Linked DNA regions of Mus musculus: region 2 is linked to region 1. Evidence: chromatin contacts called from public HiChIP or PLAC-seq data. All regions are on one chromosome and are shown on one strand. Each heading gives the region's core, a stretch centred on a gene start, on an enhancer-like site or on the middle of the called end of the contact. The rest is flanking DNA. Distances are from core to core; before and after follow the strand shown.

Evidence for each region. HiChIP or PLAC-seq counts read pairs in DNA pulled down with a chosen protein or histone mark.
Region 2: a contact with region 1 is called in an H3K27ac HiChIP or PLAC-seq map of bone marrow-derived dendritic cells, with 5 times the contacts expected there. The contact joins the promoter of Ngp here to the promoter of Gnai2 in region 1.

What each region holds. Positions count from the first base shown.
Region 1 is chr9:107,630,870-107,637,092 of GRCm38.p6, reverse strand. Gnai2 (guanine nucleotide binding protein (G protein), alpha inhibiting 2) reads left to right here and starts at 1,750. Exons shown (of 9, transcript NM_008138.5): 1 at 1,750-1,993. The coding sequence starts at 1,876.
Region 2 is chr9:110,417,577-110,423,739 of GRCm38.p6, reverse strand. Ngp (neutrophilic granule protein) reads right to left here and starts at 3,932. Exons shown (of 4, transcript NM_008694.2): 1 at 3,702-3,932; 2 at 2,826-2,927; 3 at 1,958-2,044; 4 at 728-1,468. The coding sequence starts at 3,878. The coding sequence ends at 1,331.

The DNA of each region.
Region 1 (6,223 bases), core at 501-3,000:
TCTGTCACGTTGGAGGTAAGTCCTACAAGTGGATAGATAGATAGATAGATAGATAGATAGATAGATAGATAGATAGATAGATAGATAGATAGAGAACAGCACTGTCCACAGGTAGCAGTATGTGTTCTTATCCTATTTCTTGCATGCCTAGGGCAGGGCCCGCTTAGGCTTCAGGTAGGTTCCCCGAGGGAACCACTGGATGATTACAGGCTAATGACACCTCCACAGGGAAGACATTCTGATGATTGAGACACACGGACACTCCAGAGCAAGCCAGCAAGTTGGAGGGTAGAAGCTGGAACACGCGCTTTGTCCAGGTAGTGCTGTTCTCACAGGAGGCTGTGTCCAACTCTTTTTTTTTTAAACATTTATTTATTATTATATGTAAGTACACTGTAGCTGTCTTCAGACACCCCAGAAGAGGGTCTCAGATCTCATTATAGATGGTTGTGAGCCACCATGTGGTTGCTGGGATTTGAACTCGGGACCTGCGGAAGAGCAGTCAATGCTCTTAACCGCTGAGCCATCCCTCCCGCCCCCCATTTATTTATTATTACATGTAAGTACACTGTAGCTGTCTTCAGACACACCAGAAGAAGGTGTCAGATCTCATTAAGGATGGTTGTGAGCCACCATGTGGGTACTGGGATTTGAACTCAGGATCTCCAGAAGAGCAGTCGGCACTCTTAACCGCTGAGTCATCTCTCCAGCCCTGTGACCAACTCTTAATGGCAGTGTCCTTCTCTGGCTTTAGTCTGGGGCCACTCAGAACACCTTGCACACTTCAATCGTCCAATCAAAGTTGGTGGGTCATAGGCCCCTCTTAAAAAGCAGATCACAAAGATTGGAAATAGCTCCACTTCCACCTTTGCACAGCCACAGGATCACAGCCACTACCCAGAAGAGACATGGAACTGAAGAAGCCTCTAGAAGCTGACAGAGGATGGAAGGAACAGATTATAGGATCATGGCAACGTTTGTTTCCTTAAGTCCAATGACAACTCTCTCTTGTCTATCTCTCCTAGAGTCCAGTCTCATTGGTCTCTGGTTGAAGCCCCGGATTGCTGCCTGCAGGAGAAAGGTTCCCAACCTATCAGGCAAAAGGACGACGTTTAGATGACAGAAGATAGTCCACTCAAAGGTGTAAAGGCGGCAGTGAACTCTTTTTGTTTTTAATGTGGTGCAACCTACACAGAAGAGGAGGGGGCGCTGCTTTAAAGAAAATCGAGGTCCAGAAAGAGATCATGTGACCCTCCGCAGAGTTTAGTAGATCTCCAAATAAGTTTATAGGCTCAGTTTTAGCAAGTGAAGAAGACACACCTCCTCCATCTTACTCTCATAATTCACAAATGCTCAGAGTCCTGGTTTCTATTTGGCCTGTGGCGAGGGCAGGTAGTCCTGACCCTTGGGCTACTAGATCAACTAGTCCTACAGTCCAGAAACAGAGCCTCAGGCTCTCAGCATCCAATCGGAGACTAGCTCCTCCTGCAGCCCGCCCAGAGGCCTAAGCCTGTGTTAGCTCTACCCTTGGTGTCTTCCCTCGTTGCGGCCCCGCTCTCAGCTTGCGCCTAAGGCTGGACTGAGCCTAACTTCTCCCTTGGCTCCGCCCTCCAACCAATCACCATCCCTAAATTTCCTTCGGCCCCTCCTCCAGACCCGCCCCGGCCCAGTCGCGGGCTTGGTTCGCCCGGGCCCCACCCCTGGCCCGCCCCGCCGTCGGTGCGCGGCGGCCGGGAAGGCGCCTCCCGCAGTCGCTCGGAACTGCGGACCTGAGAGCTTCCCGCAGAGGGCCGGCGGTGGGAGCGGAGTGGGTCGGGCGGGGCCGAGCCGGGCCGTGGGCCGTGTGGGGGCCAGGCCGGGCCGGCGGACGGCAGGATGGGCTGCACCGTGAGCGCCGAGGACAAGGCGGCAGCCGAGCGCTCTAAAATGATCGACAAGAACCTGCGGGAGGACGGCGAGAAGGCGGCGCGGGAGGTGAAGTTGCTTCTGTTAGGTGAGGCAGCGCCCCGTTCTGGGACCCTTGACTCTCTACGCTAATCCCCAGACAAGGACCTGAAACTGCTCAGCCTGGCCTTGCACCCTACACCTGCGCTTGAAACCAGTAGGAGCCACCCTTTTAAGATCCGAAACTCTGGATTGGTCTAGATTTATAATCCTAGTCCAGACTTCATTCAGACCCTCAACTCATCCCAGATCCCACACACCAAACCTTGTATGACTATCTCCCCCCCCCCTTGTTATCCAGTCTCAAGAGAACTCAGACCCTGCCGTGTATTTCCGCACTTTCTCAGGCTTTTCTTAAACCCTCAGCACCCTGCCGGCTCCCACCTTCAAGCCCCACCTGTTCTATTTCTCTTGGCACGAGCATTCCTTGGGACCCTGGTCAAGCCTCGACCCACTCCCTCTTTTCCTTACTCTGGGATCTGTATTCTCCCTCTTTGCACTCTGACCCTTCAAGAACCTCTTTAAGAGGGAAACTGACTACTCTCAAGTTCTCTGTAGCAGGATTCCCCGCAGGGCCTCTGTTCCAGGTCACCAGATCTCTCTTTCTCTCTGTGTGTGTGTGTCTCTCTCTCTCTCTCTGTCTCTCTCCCTCCCTCTCTCTGCAGGTATCAACCCCCAAATCATCTGCCCCTCTTTTAAGGCTTTTCTCACACTCTGCCGTTCCCTTGCTTCTGCGCCCTCCTGCCCCAGGTGGGCCTTGTTGATAGGAGGAGGGGCACCAGGGGCTGGGGTGGGCCTAGGCTGAGCTGGGCAGACCCTTTGCAAGAGGTTGGTCTGACTCTGAGAGTCACACTGGGAAACAGGGGCCAGGCCTCTAGCATTTGCGGGAAGTTCCATTCCCTGGGATCCAAGGCTTGTCTGGGCCAGGGCCAGGGGAGTCTGGGCAATAGGAGGGAACATGGAGGAGTTAGGGTTGTTGTCACTTCCAAGGCCAAGGAAGATGGTGGCTGCTGGGATGGGGGGGAAGTGGAAGTAGTGAACCAACCGACATATTGCTGCCCCTGTGTGCCGGCCTGGAGAGATCTGCTGACGGCTGCTGGGCTTCTCACACTCGGGGCTGGAACGCCAGGGATATGGCCTAGGATACTGAGTAGACCTGTTGGTTCCCCAGAGGAATACTGTGATGTGGGGGTGGTGGGCAAGCTGAATGAGGGGCTGGTAAGGAGTCTGCTGCCTGTAGCCCCGTGTGCGCTCAAGCATCCCAGCTAGGCTTTGGCAGAGGCAGTGGGCCTGATGCTTGTGTCCAGACCCACACCGGTCGTCAGAGTGGCTCCCTGTGGAAGCCTGACTTGAGAAGACCAGTTCCTCTGGATTGTGGGGAGCAAGGCCCTAGCAGCAGCAGAAGCCGCGCAGCAGCGTAATCGGCTGGATAGTATGTGGGGGGGTGTGGCCCCTCAGCCCCAGGGCCGCCTTGGGGGCCTGCATGCTGTGAAAAGCCTGGCTTTTTTTATTTTTTATTTTTTGGCCAGGCCTGTGGCCGAGAAACATGTACGTCTTTATGGATCCATCTGTTGACTGTCCCGGCGGACCCGGCCTGGGGGCACAGCCCCGGAGGTTTCAAAATGGCATCCGCTCCACTGCTGCCGCGGGGAGGAAGAGAAGGGGCGGGAAGGGGCGGCGGCCCAGCCTCCTGGGCTGCTTTGCGTTGGGCGCTTGCCTCTTCCTGTCTCTGCTGCGAGTGCGGCGAGCAGTGAGTGGGTGTCGACGCGGCGGCGGCAGCGGCAGCGGCGGAATGTCCGTTGCTGCTGGGCCTAGGGAGGGCACTTCCGGGACCGCTACCTCCCAGTGCCCAGCCCGGAGCCCCTTACCAACCCCTCCCAGGTTTATTGGCAGTTATTGTGGTGGCCAAGGAGATGTGGATCTGGACCAGAGAGCAGGGGGAAGGGGGCTGCACAGGACGCCTGGCCTGTTCTGTAACACACGGTTTCCTCTATGCAGACAGGCTTGTCCCTTAGAGCTCAGCTCAGCTTTTGGGCCCGGCTAGGCGATACCTGGTATCCTTTCCTACCCTAGGCTGGCAGTAGCCAGTGATATAGGGTCTGGCTTAGCACTTTCTCACACAACAGTCCATCCCAGGATCCTGTCCCTCTGGCCTTTTCTTCCTCTAAAATGGAATTCCTGCCTTGTGTCAGCGGAGTACCCGCGGTGAGACTAAGACCCTGCAAAGGGTGTGCAGCCAAGGGCTCAGAGCTCTGTCTGAAATGGACAACCCAGTCTTCATGACCAGTCTGTCACTGCTACCTGGGAAGGGATCTTGACTTGAGCTAATCAACTCCCCATCAAGGAATAAGGTGACAACAGGACCCCAGCTGTAGCAGGTTAGGGATTCTGGGCACCAGTTCTACATAGCCGGAGACTCTGTCCAGGCAACGGGGACTTAAACTGGGAAAGTGCCAATCTTCCCTCCCAGCCAGAACCACGCCTGCTGCCCCACCCGCCGCACAATGTCTCCCTCCATACCCTGTATCCCTGCCAGAAGGCGGGCACAGTCACTGTCACCAGGGCAGAGGCAGATGTGGTACACTCTAGCAAGATAGTTTCCCCTGGCAGCTTGGTCAGGCAAGTAGAGAAGCTGATACCAGTCTCCCTGCAGGGCAACCCCCTAGACACCTCCCACACACACACACACTTTAACCAGACAGACTAGCTAGGCCCAGATAGATTTGGGGGGCTCTGGTGACAACCTGAGCTGGACACATCACGAGAAACAGTGTCCACCATGGACTCTACAAAGTCTCAGAGTACAGCTGCGTCTGTCTGGCTGCAGGACTTTGTATCTCCCCTACATAATTGTTCCTTAACATTCCATCCATGGATCTCCTTCCAGAATCCGTCCTGAGGTCCCACCAAGGCTAATGTGGCCTCTCTGCCCCCTGGGTTCCCGCTTTCCCACTAGAGTGTGGTTTTGGCCCCTGAGACAAGGCAGAGCGGGGTCCTTTTCATTTGTGCGCTGAGTGAAGGGTGTATGTGGTGAACTTGGGTTGGGGGGTGAGTAGGTAGAGTTTACCGGGTCACAGTTTGGCACACTGTGTGAGCAGGTGACAAGTGCTCTTTGGAAGACCAGTGACCAAGATTGAGGAGATGCTGAAAGAAAAGCCCTTTGGTTCTTCTTGGCCATCACAGGCTGTGCAGGTGCCCCGGGGCAGTCCTCACTCTGTCCCCTGCAGATCCCCTGCTGCCCAGACTGCAGCCTGTGCGGGAGCGCAGCACACAGTAGGACTATATGTGAAAGTGCCTGTACAGACTCAGTTCTCCTCTATTTGGGGACAACTGAGAGCTCTGGGGCTCAACCTTGCTGCAGGAGCCCCAGGCTTGTTAGTCAAAGGCAGGCCTTTGTAGATTTACAAAAGGAAGGGAGTTTTGTAGCCTGCGTCCTGTCTGACTAGCAAAAGGCATTTTGGCATTGGTGCATACTAAGTATGTGTGGAGAACGACGCTCCTGATCACATCTTGGAGCAGGCCATGTCCTTAGGGAATGGGAGAGAGTATAACAGGAACGAGAGAACAAAAGGGTAGTCTTAGGCTGCCAACTGAGAGACACACGGGAGGGCTAGCCTGGGAAACTGGCACGCTAGGCACTGAGAGCAGAGACCCAGTTTACTAAGGGCACTGAGATGGGAGATGTAGCCTAGATTCCCAAGACGCTGGTAGATGTTTCTTAGTATGAGGCTGGAGGCTCGCCATGATTGGACCACCCCAGGGGTCATGTAGATATAAGTTAGAATCCTGAGGTTGGAGAGATGGCTCAGCGCTTGAGAGCACTGACTGTTCTTCCAGAGGACCGGGGTTCAATTCCCAGCACCCACATTGGCTGCTCATATCTGTCTGTTAACTCCAGTTTGAGGGAATCTGACGTCCTCATGCAGGCAAAAAATTCTAACTTTAAAAAAGTTAGAATCCTGGTCCCATCTTCTGCCTCACTGAGAAATCTGCGCCAGGTGAAGCCCTGCCAAGAGAGCTGCCTGTTCTGTATAACTCAGGGGGCCGTGGGCATAGTGCACCCGAGCCTGGAGGTGAACAAACAAACAAAAAACCAGGTGAGGGACCCTCTCCTATCTCTGACAGAGCTGCCTAGGTACATACAGTATGGGGGCCCTCCTGGGGACTCCCTTCCTTGTCCCCAGGAAGCTCACAGCAAGTTGGAGGCCAAGGTTTGTAAAGAAGAGTAACTGACCATTCCAGGGACTTAAGGCCTAACCTCTGGGGAGCGAGCCTTGGG
Region 2 (6,163 bases), core at 2,683-5,182, 2.8 Mb before region 1:
GCTAGGGAGTAACTCTGGAATATGAGCCAAGGACAAGCCATGGGGTCCTTCCTGGTACTTGGTTTAGCTACAGGTCAAGTTCTCAGGCTTTTTGTTTGTTTTTTTAAGATGGAGTCCAGTCCCAAGACACAGTAGGTTTGGCCTCTCACCAGCATGACCCTGCCTGTCACACGCACACACACACACGCACACACACACACACACACACACACACACATACACACACACAAGCAGTGACCTTCAGATAGTGATGATTGAGGTGATCTTCTTAATACCCAAGTGAAAGTTTAAAGTCTTGACTGGAACTTTGTGCCAAGGAACTAAAGGTAGCCAGAGAGACTGGGGACAGACTACTCTGCCTTCCTGGGCTCTTCTGTCCCCAGACCCAGTTCCTCTCTTTTAAAAATTAGGGAAAGAATGTAACATTCTTATTTTTTATTTTGTGTGAATGTGTGTGTGCGTGCACATATGCAGAGGTCAGAGAACAACCTTCAGTAGTTTTCTCTTTCCATCATGTAAGTCCTGGGATTGTCTTCAGGTTGTCCAGTTTGGTAGCAAGCACCCCTATCCACTGAGCCATCTAGCTGGCCTCTTACTTCTCTATGGTCCCCCTTCTCTGGCCTCACAGACTCTAGATCTCCTCACCCCTAACCCAGAGCCTGACACCTGGCTCCTCACGCCAAGTTCAGCCATCCCAGGACCTGTGCATCATCCAGCCACATCGTCATTAATCTCAGAAGCATTTTTATTGAACCTCTCTTATAGGCCTCACAAGGTGATCTGACCACACCCACCTGCCACATCCCCATTAAGGGATCTGGGTATGTAAAGGGGCATTTGGTGTCACAGTGACTAGGCAGAGAGCAGGAGTCTACAGGGTTCTGTCCTCCCAGGATTCCAGGGACACATCATTGAAATATTCATTCTACCTGCAACTGGCCCGGGAGGCCCAGCTGTGAATAGATACAGGGTTGTCTGGCTGGGGACACAGCAGGTAATACCAATGTGGTTTGAAGATTATGAGTGAACTGATGTGGGCAGGACTTTGGCTCTGGGAGAATGAGGAGGCTTCCCGCTGGAGGGGACTTTTGAACTTGGGCCTTGAAGAATCAATAAGGGTTTCAGATAGAGGGTAAGGCAGGAAGGCCCAGCAGAAGGAAGCAAATGGACAAAGGTATGGATGTTTTAGGAGCTAGAGCTACTCTAGAGGGGGTGTTCCTGGGAAGGGCAGGAAGGAGGGGCAGATCCTGAATGCAGCAGGGGGAGATGGGTAGTGGAGGTAAAGAGGAGGTCATAGTATGCAGGGAGCACCTCCCTCCTCTTTCCAGCCCTAGAAATTTTTCAGGATGTTGCCGATGATATCATACTTGGCATCTTCATAAATGTTCCTGATGTGAGGGGGCACATCTTCGAACTTTTCCTTTTCAGAGACGTCTTGCTTATCATTAAAACTGGTTTCTTGGGTATCCTATGGGAAAGATGCTGTACAGTCACCACCATCACAGCAGAGAGAGTCCTTTCCCAACCCGCCTGTGGTCTTCCCCTCAAGAAGAGGGTGAGGCAACAGAGGTATCAGCTACAAGGGCATGATGAGTCACGGAGGACTGACCTCCATCCACAGGCGGCCAGAGGGCTTGAGCAGATCTGAATTGGGGGGAGGTAGGCTTCCATAGGCTGTCATGTGATGTTCCCAAGCCCCAGAGTCTCCTCTAGAACTCTTCCAAGTTCCCCACTCCCCTAACAGTGGGAAGATCTAAGCCATACTGACAAAGGACATGCCACACTTTTTGAAAGGCTTGGTTTTTCAGATGAAGACCCTGTGTATGCAGCACACACACAGCAACTCAGTGTCTCCCAGAGCCCAGGAGAGAGCCCAGCACGAGGGGATGTCTAACCTCAGGATCCGGCCTCTGTGGTGAGAGGCCTGGAGTGGACATGGGGCAGTAAAGCTACTCACCTCTCGACTGCAATCCCTGTCGCAGGTCAAGGTCAGGGAGGTTGACTGCCGCCTTCTGAAGAATTTCCCTGTGCAATTTCTCTCCTCCTGTAGGTGAGTGGGGGCAAGAGCTAGAGGCACCTTCCCACATTTCTGGAAAGAGGGACTATCCTCAAACCAGAGATGCAAGGCAGACCCAGAAAAGAGTGGCTGGGAGGAACAGATGCACACCCATTAATATAAACGGCAGGACATGCACATAGATGATTACAGGAGAGGTAACCATAAGTTATCGTTCCCAAAGAAAACCATGTCTATTGAAGATGGTGGGTGAAGCCATGTCAACAGGCAATGCCTGTTCCTGGGTCATGAGTCAGTAAATTTAACCACTACTTTAAATGTGAATGGTAAAAAGAACATTTTAAAAATTTTCTGGTTCTGTCTTTAAACAGCATCATCTTCTTTTTTTCTTTTTCTTTTTCTTCTTTTTTTTTTTTTTTTTTTTTTTTGTTGGTGGCACCAGGTACATGCTAAATAAGACTCTATCACTGAGCCACATGATGCTGTTGTAGTGAGATATTGCAATAATTTATAGTAAGAAAGGGTATTAAAGAGAATCTTTTTTTTTTTCCTTTGATTACTTGGGTTGTGTGAGAGTAATGTCTACAGAAGTTAGAGAACAGCTGTGGAAGTCAGATCTCTCCACCATGTGGGTCCCAGGGTCCCTTCAAACCACCAAACCATCTCAGGGCCCAAAAATCTGATTTTGAAAAAGGCTTCAACATTACAACTGCTGGTGAAGTGGTCAGGTGACATGAAAGAAGGCAAGAGAGGAGGGGACTTCTCTTCCTCCAGGAGGCAGTCTAGGATCTGGAAGAAGGTGACTCACCCCATCCTCCAGGAAGTCGCAGTCTTTAGGCTGTCTCTCCTGGGTGGAAGTACACTCTGTCTCTTTAATCCTGAACTGGAGTGGGATATTGGTAGCAGGATTCTAAAGAAGCAACAGAGAACTCATGAACATCTCTCTTCTACAGGTTAGGGAACAAAGCACAGAGGGGCCACATGATATTGCCTGCATCAGTCTAGTCCAAGTCTGTCCTGTCCACCAATATCTGGGACTTATTAAATGGCCATAATGGAGACCTACAGGGTAAAGTCAGTGGTGGTATATGCCTGAATCTCTGTACTAAGAGACTGGGGCAGGTGGATCTCTGTGAGTTCAAGGCCAGTCTGATCTACATAGCAAGTTCCAAGTCAGTTAGGGTGACATAAATAAAGGGTTCAACCAGGCATGGTGGCACAAACCTGTCAGGAGGTGGAGGCAGGAGAATCAGGAGTTCAAGGCCATCCTTAGCTACATAGCAAGTTCCATGTAGCCTGGGCTACATGACATTCTGTCTAAAAAAAAATGTGCTCTTTCCCACCAACAGTTATGTGACACTCTTGTGATTGCCCTTCAGTATCCTCTTATATAAAATAGGAACAAGATTTTTGTCCCTTCTCTTCATGTCTCATGCCAGGAGACTGGCTGAGAGTATAGACATGTCCTATCTGTGAATAGAAGTGGCTGGCCTAGAATTCATTACCTAGCTGAGACTAACCCTGAACTTCCCATCCTCCTGCATCCGTCTGTGGAGTGCTAGGATTCAAATTCAGGCTTTCTTGCATGCAAGGCAGACACTCAACCAACTGAGCTACTTCCCCAGCACCCGGGTAAGAGAAACGTGCACTGCCTGTTTTCCAGATTGGAATGGCAGATACTCACCTGACTAGAAGGCGGAGTGGCACTTAGCAGGCGGAAGAGGGGTCTTCCTTGCCGCCCTTGGTTGTATGCCTCTATGGCTCTATCAACAATCTCCTCATATCTTAGTTGTCGAAGGGCCTCACAGGAGACCACAGCCAAGGCCACCACCAATACAAAGGTCTTCCACAGCCCTGCCATTGTCTCTGACACACTACCACTCTTGGCCCCTTTTATGTAGATGATATTGAGACTGCCTTGCCCAAGAACTGCCGGTGACATAAAGGTCTGGTGTCTCTAGAAAGAGGACCCCTCCTTTCCTTGGCTAGAGATCAAATATTAGCCAATGTTATGAAACACTGTTGGCCAAGAAAGGCAAGGAGGTTTGGGCAATAAACCAGGACATCAACGTGAGTCCTAAGCTAGGAGCAAGAGACTTGTGGGCAGGCTGGGCCTGCCTGTTCACTCTGGGCCTCAGTGTCCCTGTCGACCCTCTCCAGACCTGCCCGTTCACAGCTCTTCGGTCTACCTGGCTCTTCTGCTTTGATCCCGAAAATAGCTGCCCAGAACCCACGGACTCCACGTGTGAGCTCATCACCCAGGTTCATAAAGAGATGCTGTGAAGCCACACTCAAGGCGCTACCCACAGTGTTAACTACATTTTTAAAATACATGAACTTAGCCAGGCAGTGGTGGCGCACGCCTTTAATCCCAGCACTTGGGAGGCAGAGGCAGGTGGATTTCTGAGTTCGAGGCCAGCCTGTTCTACAAAGTGAGTTCCAGGACAGCCAGGGCTACACAGAGAAACCCTGTCTCAAAAAAAACAAAAACAAACCAAAAATACATGAACTTTTAAAACACTGAGTGTCACCACATCTTGACTTTTAAATTTTGCTTATGGACTGGGCATGGTGGCACACATCTTTAAACCCAGTATTTGGGAGACACAGCCGGGTGGATCTCCGTGAGTTCAAGGCCAGACTGGTTTTCATAATGAGTCTCAAGCCAGCCAGAGCTACATAGTAAGACCCAGTCTTTAAAAAATAAAAGTGTGGTATGGTAGTGCACACCTTCAATTCCAGCACTTGGTCGGCAGAGGCAGGAGGGTATAAGCATTACAGCTCTGAGGAAAAGGGATCATAGCCATAGGGAGCCAACCAAGGAACACTGCATAAATCATCACACAAGAGATTTATTGGGAAAGACACAAGAAAAATGGCTGCCTCTGCTGGGAGGGAGGGAAGAAGCTTCAAAGAGCTGAGCAAGGGGTAGGGGGAGCTTTCCAGGGTGGCCTGGGATTGGTGGGATTTTATGACTTCATCTTGGGCAAGCTCAGGCATTGGTGGGATTCTATGGCCTGGTCTTGGGCTTTTTTTTTTTTTTTTTCCCTGTAAGGTAGAGCTTGGCCACCTTCATCTCAAGGGGCTGGAAGTCTGGCTACTTGCACCTCAAGGGGCTTATTTACAGAAGGTCTCTGTGAGTTCAAGACCAGCCTGGTCTATATAAGGAGTTCCAGGAAGACTACATAGTGAGTCCCTGTCTTAATAAATAATTAAAATGAAATAAAATATTTATTTATTATATTTTATTATTTAGTATATGTACATGCACACATAGCCATGACACAAGTATGGAATCCAGATCTATTTGGGAGGGGTCTACTGAGCAGGCAGAATAGAGAGAAGAGGGAGGGGAGGAAGGAATAGGAGAGGAAGGAGAAGCGCAGGCCTTTATGTCAGGGACTTTATAAAGGGTACCCAACTCCTGGTAACAGTAGAAACGTGTTGCGTTTGCAGACTGGTGATGCCATAGCTGCCAGAGCTGAATGTCACCGAAGGCGGGCTGGGGGAGCACCTGGTCCCTAACAGTTCTCTCTTCCACGTGGGTCCCAGGATAAACATCAGGACATCAGGCTTACAAAGCAAATACCTTTTACCCACTGGCCATCTCTTTGTCAGTCATCCTTAGCCTTTTGGATAAGATCAAGGATAAAACTTTGAAAAATTAAGACCTGACAATCCATGGCCCTCCAGCCCCTCACAGAGCTGACATTAGCATCCTCACTGTGTTTTGCCCCCAGCAGCTCACTGTGCAAAGGGACAAAAATTCCTGTTAGTGGGTATAGGTCGTCCCGGGAAGCATCTTCAGAGAGGACCAAAAAGGCCCCACCTTTCTGCTAGTGGAAATGGCTGTTAGCTTCCCCGCCATCCCATGGCTAAGGAGCCATTGTTATCAGGTGACAAACCAGCCTGCCTCCATCTTAGGCTTAGAAGCCATCTTATAGTAAAGACAAGCTAGGCCCAGTCCTGCTTAGGATTAAATGTCTGTAACCTTAACTATAAATGGTTCTGCACTTCCTGGTCCAGGAAAAAGGCAACTATCTCTTTGTTTCAAAACGAATACTAACTATCTTGCAACCCTACCTCCGTTTCAAAAGGTTATTTTGACCTCAAATTCAAAAACTTCTTGCCTTAGCTGCTTGAGTG